Linked DNA regions of Hordeum vulgare: region 2 is linked to region 1. The links are chromatin contacts, called in public Hi-C maps. All regions are on one chromosome and are shown on one strand. The core of a region is the stretch at or near the end of the contact, and the rest is flanking DNA. Distances in the headings are between cores, read along the strand shown. Region 1 holds the start of LOC123426997 (copper methylamine oxidase-like). Region 2 holds the start of LOC123426999 (ribonuclease H2 subunit B).

The links. Hi-C and Micro-C count contacts between places; a contact is called where the count stands out from the background.
Region 2: a Hi-C map of seedling shows a contact between it and region 1, with 4 times the contacts expected there. The contact joins the promoter of LOC123426999 here to the promoter of LOC123426997 in region 1. A contact is called at or near these places in 5 of 6 Hi-C or Micro-C datasets (leaf and seedling) and 1 of 1 datasets of contacts at active chromatin or transcription factors (embryo).

Annotation. Positions count from the first base shown.
Region 1 is chr2H:525,118,282-525,122,823 of MorexV3_pseudomolecules_assembly, forward strand. LOC123426997 (copper methylamine oxidase-like) reads right to left here and starts at 2,412. Exons shown (of 12, transcript XM_045110921.1): 1 at 1,858-2,412. The coding sequence starts at 2,062.
Region 2 is chr2H:525,433,138-525,437,679 of MorexV3_pseudomolecules_assembly, forward strand. LOC123426999 (ribonuclease H2 subunit B) reads left to right here and starts at 2,036. Exons shown (of 13, transcript XM_045110927.1): 1 at 2,036-2,311; 2 at 2,436-2,785; 3 at 3,962-4,080; 4 at 4,188-4,305; 5 at 4,509-4,542. The coding sequence starts at 4,251.

The DNA of each region.
Region 1 (4,542 bases), core at 1,162-3,661:
ACATGGAGGTTCTTAGTTAGAAAAATAATATAAAATAGATATGAAAGTACAAATTGTTTTTACCAACAAAGATTTATGTAGGCTAAATCAGAAAACAGTTTTATCTAATTAAACAAAGCACATAATAATAATAACATCAATTATGTACAATTTTTTCACTACATACTGCAAAAATTAATGGTTGACAGCTGAAACGTATCTGATAAGTTAAGATACCAGACATTTCTTACAATCAGGTTAAACTATGTCTGTTTCCCAATATATTTTTCGTGAAGATATATGTTCAGCCAAAATGAAACTGGGTGCTTATCAATTTCCTGAACCGAAGAGATAGGCTACCAAGAATGATTTGTCTAATATTTAATGATAACTTTGGTTTATGTTACACATTCAGATCCTGTCAGACACCACAAAAAACTACTCCCTCCGTTTCTAAACATAAGACCTTTTAGATATTGCACTATGAACTACATACGGATGTACATAGACATATTTTAGAATGTAGATTCATTTATTTTGCTCCGTATGTAGTCTCCTAGTGTAATATCTAAAAGGTCTTATATTTTGAAACGGAGGGAGTACAAATCTTTGATAATAGATGAACTTGAAAGGCCAGCTAGAATGGGTCTCATCAGACAACAACCGAGTGTTCAACATGTACACACTGCAAAACGATGCAGCTGGACGGTGCAGATAAATAGTGAAACTACACGGGAGCTTAGCCACAACTTTCCCCCACAAACACTACTTTAAGAATGTCCATTGCCAGCCGTGCGAGCCCGATAGATTATTGCGCATGATTAGCAGCCCCCACAAACACTACTACAATGAGATAATACGTTCACTGCCCACTGTGCGGGCCAGGTAGATCAGATTGTCTGATTAGCTTGTCCATAGTGCCTAGTGGAGCATCCAGAAAGTGTGAATGCCATAGGAAAAAAAAACTGTGTTGGGCCCATCACTCAAATAATCAAGAAGCTTTTTGGTCCATCTATTGTCAACTACTAACAAGTAACATCATTACATATATCCCTCACACTTTCCCAGCTTTCCCCATACGAAAGCTCAGCATCAACTAAAGTGTGGGGAAAACAAAATGATCACTGCTACTAGTGATCAAAGAAAAAGTTCAAGCAGCCAACAATTATTTAGAGCACAAAAGCCAGAATAACAGTAGGCAGGCAACAGCACGTCATGCCCCAACTGTTCAATTATCAATTTACCTAGATAAGATAGTGTAAGCCACAAAAAAATTGTTGATATGGTGGATTAGTGTCACTAAAAGATCTAATCGGATGCTGATGCACAATGCCCCTGCTACAAAACCATCTGCTTGGTGATCTGCATACTCCGCTTGAATACATGCCAGGACCATGCGAAATGTATGAATCTCATTTTGAATTTAATTCCTGCATCTCGTATCTGGTCCTAGCAGAACAATGAATAATTGGCTGATCCGTCTGCATCTTTGTTCTTGCATGCAAACGGGAAGTGGAGAGGTACGCACTGTACACAGATCCCACCATGCTACTGGGTTGCATTCCCCACAGTCGCGTATGACCGCACGAAAAATCGTGATCAACACAAACACCGTCACGTGCCTTACCCAGCTTTGGCCATCCACGCGCCGCACGGCACCCATTTCCCATGACCCAATCAAACGCACCCGCTTACACAAAATCAATCACATGCACCCCTCGTCCCTCGCGATCGAGTCGCGGACGGCCAATATTATCCATGATCCAACTCGATCGAGGGAGTGGGAGGTAGCGCGCGCGCGAGAGAGAGAGAGAGAGAGAGAGAGAGAGGAAAAGGGGAGGTGGCGATCGGCGAGTTCCCCATATAGTATTAGTATACCTTTAGAGGAGGCCTTGGCGGTGGTGGGCTGGGCCGCGGACGCGATGTCGTCCATCACGGCGCCGCCCCCGGCAGCGGAGACGACGCGGTCACCAGCGCCGGACATGGAGACCTTCCCGGGCGCGGGCGCGGCGATGGCCGCCCTGGGGGCATCGCGCGCGGGGCCGCCGCAGCAGAGCGCCGCCTTTTCCTGAGCTGAGGCCATTGGAGCGGGTTCGCGAGCTGACCGTGTCCGTAGTCTCCTCCGCCGTCTCCGCCTCGCCGGATCCCACGATCTGACATACAGCACAGGCCTCCGCCTCCCCGCGCCTTCGTCCTCCCCCCGCTCTCACTCCCCCGCGTCAGGGCCTCCGCGTCTAGGGGGGGTTCTACGGGATCGGGCCAGGGTTTCGCGAGCCCGTTCCCTCCGTCCGCGAGAGAGCCGATCGAGGAGCGGAGAGGATCGTGCGCCCGGTGGAGGCTGCGGCTAGCGAACACCGGACCGGAGTGGTGGTGGCGGTGGGGAGAGGAGAGGAGCGGAGAGAGGGGCGTCGGGTGTTCTGTAGAGCGAGGCGACGGAGGGATCACGTGCATTTATAAAAGGCGAGGGGAAAGGTGACCGGGCGGGCGAGCTGGGTGGGTGGGCTGGGCTGCCCTGGATTCAGGATACTTCCGGCTTATTCGCTCGGCTAGATGCACACGTAACCGTACCCCTGACGATCGCACCGGCGATGGCCGTTAGGGAGAGAAAACATTGTTGAGATGTCTATCACTCTATGGAAATGGAATGAACGATAAAAGTATGGCAGTGAGTGCATTGCTATTTTGTTTTTGTTTTTTTTAAAAGGTAGCGCACTAGTATGCTGCTAACTCCACCCGCCTGCTGTCCCATAATAATGCTTACTGTGTATGGCTATACATTGATTAGATGATTAATTATGGTCAGACCTTTCCCGTTACTGAAATTCATATGGTGATCACGGGTGCAAGGAAACGCCAATTAGGTGATTGTGTCCATTTAGAGTCAAAATTTATTTCGATGTTCTGTATACCATTCCAGAATAACTCGCTCACTGGTGTGATCTAAACACACACACACACGCGCAAAAAAAAGGCTCACTGGTGTACATCTAAGATGGTGAATGAAATTAACACTTGGTGGATACGCGGTGGCAAATATTCTACAATCTCCGCTCATCGATCCATTCAATTAAGCTTTTCCCGCTGTCTTCGAGGTATATATTTCGATAGTTCTTTTTTTTTTGGGATATTTTTTGATAGTTGTAAGATGTACAGTAGTGTACTAGTGCTACGTACTAAAGTTAAAGTGCGTGCATTGCGTGGGGCGTACACCATCAAGTTGCGGATCGTGTTAACGATTTCACCAAGAAATCGAGTGGACATGACACGGGGATAACTCGATTTGTTTAGGCGAATGATTGACACCGGTGCTTAGCAGCTGGTCTATTTTGTGCGCGCATTCTTTTTTTTTTTAAAGGCAACTTGCACTGCTGATATTCTTGCGGCAGGAAAGCACTTTTGTCCCTCCTGATTGGCATGTACCGTGGGAGGAATATCGCAGCATGGCAAAGCAGGGCGGGCAGTACTGCGTCTGCGTGCATGCGTGTACTACTTAAAAGGTTGGCGAATCTTTTCTATCGCGCTTGATGATTACAGTACAAAAGTTTGCTGGTGGTGGCACGCTAAGTACGTGCGAGGACGTGTGAGTACGTGAGCCGTGAGAGTGAGAGCACCGATGGAGCACGCATGCTCCGTGACAAGGATCGATCGACCGATCGGGAGCTGAAGACCGACTTATCATCCTTGTGCTCAACGAATATAGCGCGTGTTTCGTCAAAGAAAAAAAAAACTACGTTCATAAAGATGAGCGTATGTCATCGGTGTGTATGTGCGTTTGTGCTTGTACTTTGATAAAAGGAAAATGTAGTGTGCGGGTGGAATCCCGTTGCATTCTCATCTCACCGATGCCGAAAGCTTATTAGTAATCAATAATATAGCCATTCTTGGTGCTCCTGCTCGCCACCAACACCTTGATTAAGTTGAGATTTTAGGGAATAATCAAGTTGAGTTATTGCGCTAGCTACTGGCTAGAAGAAAAACTCAATTTGTCATTAGCCTTTTAGGGAGTAAGTACTGACTACCATCTCGAAGCTTCTGCAATGCTTGTTTTGGACTGGACCGGCTATATATACCCAAGATTGCATCATATGGTCCAAGGAAATCAACATACCGTGGGACAGGATTTTCAGTTCAAGTTTCTACTTATAGTGACTGTACACCTTACCTACCACGCCATTCCCTTTGACTTGTCAAACAAAGCCACATGTTCACTACTCCCTGAGTCGCATAAGGCTGACCATAATGAGAGTAACTAAGGTAATATTATATATTTGGGACTAGCAAATATGCTGATGTTGCAGACAATTAAAGAAAAGAGAAGATTAAAGTAACATTGTTAGATACTGTAACATGTTAAATGCTATGCTATTATGTATCATGCATGTCAATAAATAAGAACATCCATGATATTACTTTATGTTACTATACACAATGAAGGTAGTATCATACAATAATATCATATCCATAATATTATTATATGGTACTCTTCACGATGACAAGCTTAATATAATACATTTTAAACATTAATGAGTACATTTTATTCATTAAATATTTAACGGGAGACTG
Region 2 (4,542 bases), core at 786-3,285, 310 kb after region 1:
AGCCTATCGGCGAACCAGCAGCGGTTCACGGAGGCCAAATACAGGAAGAACCTAAAAGACAGAGGTGATCCAGACTGCCACACCAACTGCGAGTGCTCGGACGTCGTGGATCCAGTGAAGAAGGCGATATAACAAGAAGAGGGCACACGCTGCAGTTTGCGCCTGATCTCCACGTATTCGAGGATGGCCGCGGATCCCGGTGGACCTTGTATGTGAGTGATCCAAGTACGGTCAAGCAGATCCGTGGCCACTGTGAGGGTGCGCCGCTTTCTGGCCGGAACGAGGGCAACCAATGCAGGGGCCAAGAGGGAGATTGAGCTACCCTCGGGACACGGGTCTACCCATAAGCGGCATGCAGTGTCGTCACTCAGAGTCGAGGTGGTGGATGCCCGGAAGAACTGAGATGCCTCGGTGTCGTTAGGTAGCTGAAGATGCGACATGGGCGAGTGTGGTCCGTGGCCTGTAGCCAAAGCCAGCGGACTCGGTGGGAAATCCCGGTGCGGTGACGGTACTGGATGCCAAGTCCTCCAAACTTGAGTTGGCGACAGACACGCGACCAGCTGACAAGGCATGCCAAAGGAAGTCTGTGATGATTCTATTCGCCTTCTTGAGGATTGAAGGGGAGAGCGCCATGACGAGGAGGATGTGGACGGGCATAACAGTCAACACTTGTCGAACCAGGGCCAAGCACTCGCCATGCGTGAGAAGCGCTGCTTTCCATGTAGCAAGCTTGCTCACTAGATTGTCGACCAGGGCCATCAGGTGGGAGAGCGGAACCTTTCAGAGGGAGAGGGGGAGGCCCAGGTAGCTCATAGGGAATGAAGAAACTGGGTTGTTGAGCGTCGCATCGATGACATCGACGGCCGAGGAAGGGCAATGGATGGGCACGACCGAACACTTGGCGAAGTTCGTGCGTAGGCCGGAGATGTCCCCAAAGAGGTCCAAGAGCTTGCCGACCATGGTGAGCTCAAAAGTGTCGGGGTGTGAGAAAACAACCACGTCGTCTGGGAACAGGGACCCACTGGAGGCAGCGTGGCATTGCGTGAGACATCGGATGATGCCAGACACCACAGCGTGCTGCAACAACGAGTTCATGGTGTCGATGACCAAGACGAAGAGCATCGGCGAAACAGGGTCACCTTGAAGGAGGCCCTGACAGTGAGCAATGGATGGGACTGGGTTGCCGTTGATCAGAACGTGAGTGGAGGCCGAGGACATGAGTATAGATACCCACTCCCGCCACTGTTGGGCTGAAGCCCAAGTGTTGCAACACATGGAGGACACTTGTTAATCTGGAGAACTCTTTTTCCAATATTAATAATAAGTTACAAATATTTATTTTTCAAACAATTATATTTTAAAATTATTATTTTCCTGCTCTCTTGAATATTTTTTCTTGATTTCACAAACTTTCTATTTTTTAGTTAAGTTGCCAACACGGCAAATGCTGGCGTGTAAAAGTGGGAGGGGCTGCAGTAAACTGATCCAAGAGATCAAGGTTTAAAAATGGTGTTGCAAAGTTCAAGGTTGAAAAGTGAACTTTTATCGAAAAAGGCTTTCGTCCCGTTTTATATATAAAGCAAATCATCAAACCACGAGTGTACATAGGTTTAAATTAGAGCAGAAATACACACACACCACGGTCACGACACCAAGTACTCGAGAAAGTGAACTTTTAAAATAGTTCAAAATCGAACAGTCCATCTTTTCTATTTAAAATAAGTACATAATACAAGAGGGGAAGCCAATCTTAGGGCCAGTTCTTTTATAGCTTTTTACAGCTTATTGTCAAAATAAGTCAGAAGCTGAAAAAAACTCGTTTTAAAAAAGCTGGCTTAGCTTATTTTCACCTGTACTAGTGCAATGGAAAAAAGCTCGATGAAACCAGCTTCTCGCGGCTTCCCGCAAGTGAACCGAAGGGGTATACCAAAATGTGCCTCTTGTTTGATGGTATTACAACAAAACTGCCACCGAGTGGTCAAGGAAAAAAACGGGGTCAACGACGCGCTCTCGCTCCCGCACTCGACCTCGCGCGAGCAGCAGGCTCACTCTCGTCTCTGTGCTCTAGGGTTCACAAGCCGCCACCCCCCGCCGCCACCGCCACCTCGCCCCGTCGCCCCTCCCCCGGCCGGTCCCCTCCCTCCTCGCGGGCGACCTACTCCGCCGACGCCCCTCCCTCCCCACGGGCAGGCCACTCCGCCGACGCCCCCTCCCTCCTGTCGACCGGTCCCCTCTGGCCCCTCCGACGACCGCCTCCGCCGACGCCCCACCTCCGTTCCCAATCCCCTCGTCCTGGCCGTGAGGCATCAAGGTGAGCAGCTCGTGTGAAGTTTTTGTATTGGATTTTCTCCAGCACCCTCATCTGATTTGGTATTGTGATGATATGGATGTGTTGATATGGTGTGTTGATATGGGCTGGGGATTCAAATCGCTAGAGGCGCCGTGCTCGATCCAAGCGCGGGGCGCGGTTGCACCGGGAGTTCCAGCTCCGTCAAACCAAGCAAGGCCGCCGACCAGCGGCGTCAGTGCCAAGGTGGGCCTCGGACTCTGTACGGTGCCTTCGAACGCTGGGCCTTATTATGGGCTTGCGAAGGGCAGGTGGGCCGAATTGACAGATCAGGGGCTCAGGGCAACACCGAAAAGTGGAGACGCGGGACGGCGTGGCGCCAAAAGGAACCCTACCGCGCCGTGCGTCCATCCCCTCCCTCCGCTTCGCTCCCCCTTTCGCCTCTCCTGCCGGCGCGACGCAGAGGCGGTGCCCCCGGCGACCTTCCCGGCCTCCCAGGTATGCGTTGCACCGCCCGCTTGGCACTGGTATTTGCGATTTGTGTGGTCTGGCTAAGTGCAGCTGGAGCTTAACTTTCACGGCGTGAAGATTACTACTACCTCTAGATCCCGCCCTGTCAATCCGGTGTCCGGCGCCACCAACGCCACGTGATCTTCGTCGCCGGTGTTCTTCACTCCCAGCAGTCCATTTTTAACCCCGTTTGGATCTCAGCATTCAGGCATGGAATCAGCGAACTGAAATTGAAGTCCCCTGGACAGCGCTGTTTGGCAAATTCCATTTCACTTGCGCGTCCCTCCTACGATGCCGAGCCTGCGGCCTCCGTTTTTGCGGAAATTGGCCACGCCGGCTCCATACTGCTTCGATCTCCCGCGGCGCGCCCACTCCTGTCTCCTCGACCTAAAAGTGCACCTACATCTTCCTACTTACGACTCAAATTTCTCACTATCTATTCCAAATCATTCGATTTGGGATTTCTAAACCCTAACCCCTCTTGGCCTCCTAACAACTAGTAGTACTTCTTGCTGTTTTCTACATTTTTCAGAATATTATGAAAATGACAATATTTTCACGTTTTTAATTGTAAAGTACTGTATAGTCATTAAACGTAAGCATATTTTGTGATTTACTGTGGGCATATAAAAGATGTACATCACTCTAATGTTCAAACTGCTGAGAAGCAGCAATTCACCAGTTCACCACTGTGTACACCCAAGCAAGGATTGGAATTTGCAACTGCTGGATTCAAGCTTGCATTTTCTTGTACAACCAAACAACAGAAGTGGGACTGCAGCCTATTTCAATCCCCAAGGCTGATTTGGTATTGGACCCCAATTCAATTCCATGAGCCCGATATCTACAGGCAGTAATGGGGTTTGGACATTGCAAAAACCCAGGTTAACTCCTGAAGGGACACTAAGTCCATGTCTAATTGAATGGAATTTAATTATAATATTTTTTTCCTTGATCTGGCACACCATAGACCAGTAGAGCATATTTTGTCTTTTGAGTTGAGCCACACTTCAATTTCATTTAGAAGAATATCACTGGAACTGAGTAGTTCAAGCACTGTAACATGTATATTTTCAAAATTTCTGTGTGATAGTCCTGCCAAATGAAGATCTCAGATAATTTATGCACTTAAATAATGTATAATCTCAGTTGTTTTGTCCGTAGGTAAAACCTGGCACTGCATCTCACAGTCAGACAGAGGCAGTTTAACAGAAAAGTATTAGCTTGGCTGCCTCAGCAGTACCTTGTTGGCAGTCCAGAAGATACTGCAGAAATCGTTGGTGGTAAGTTCTTTATGCTTGGGTGACCCTTCTCTGTTTTCGTTGTTGTTGTACAGATAAATGCAGTCTTATGTAATTAGTCCCTTTTTGGATTAATCTGAACGATGCAGTAGAACCAGAACCCAAACCGGTGCCACCAGTAACAAAGCTGAAGGAGCCAACGACCACTACTGATGGCATTGTGGTGTGAGAACATGGCGTTGCCGCCCCGTGTTCTTGTTGCTCCCCGTGAGTTCCCCCAATACCCTCGACATTTCTAGCACTGCTTCCACTGCTGTATGGTGTATTCTGTTTTAAGCTCTGTTAGTTTGTGTGGCTTGGTTGAAAGGACAGCAGGATGTAATAAGTCCGCTAGCTGGTGACCGCCTCTAGCATCTGATTTGTGGTGGGAGACCCACATTTATACTCAGACCCATCGTTTTTCTTTTCAGGCCCTTCTGGTGCCAATGGCCAAGGGAATTTTCT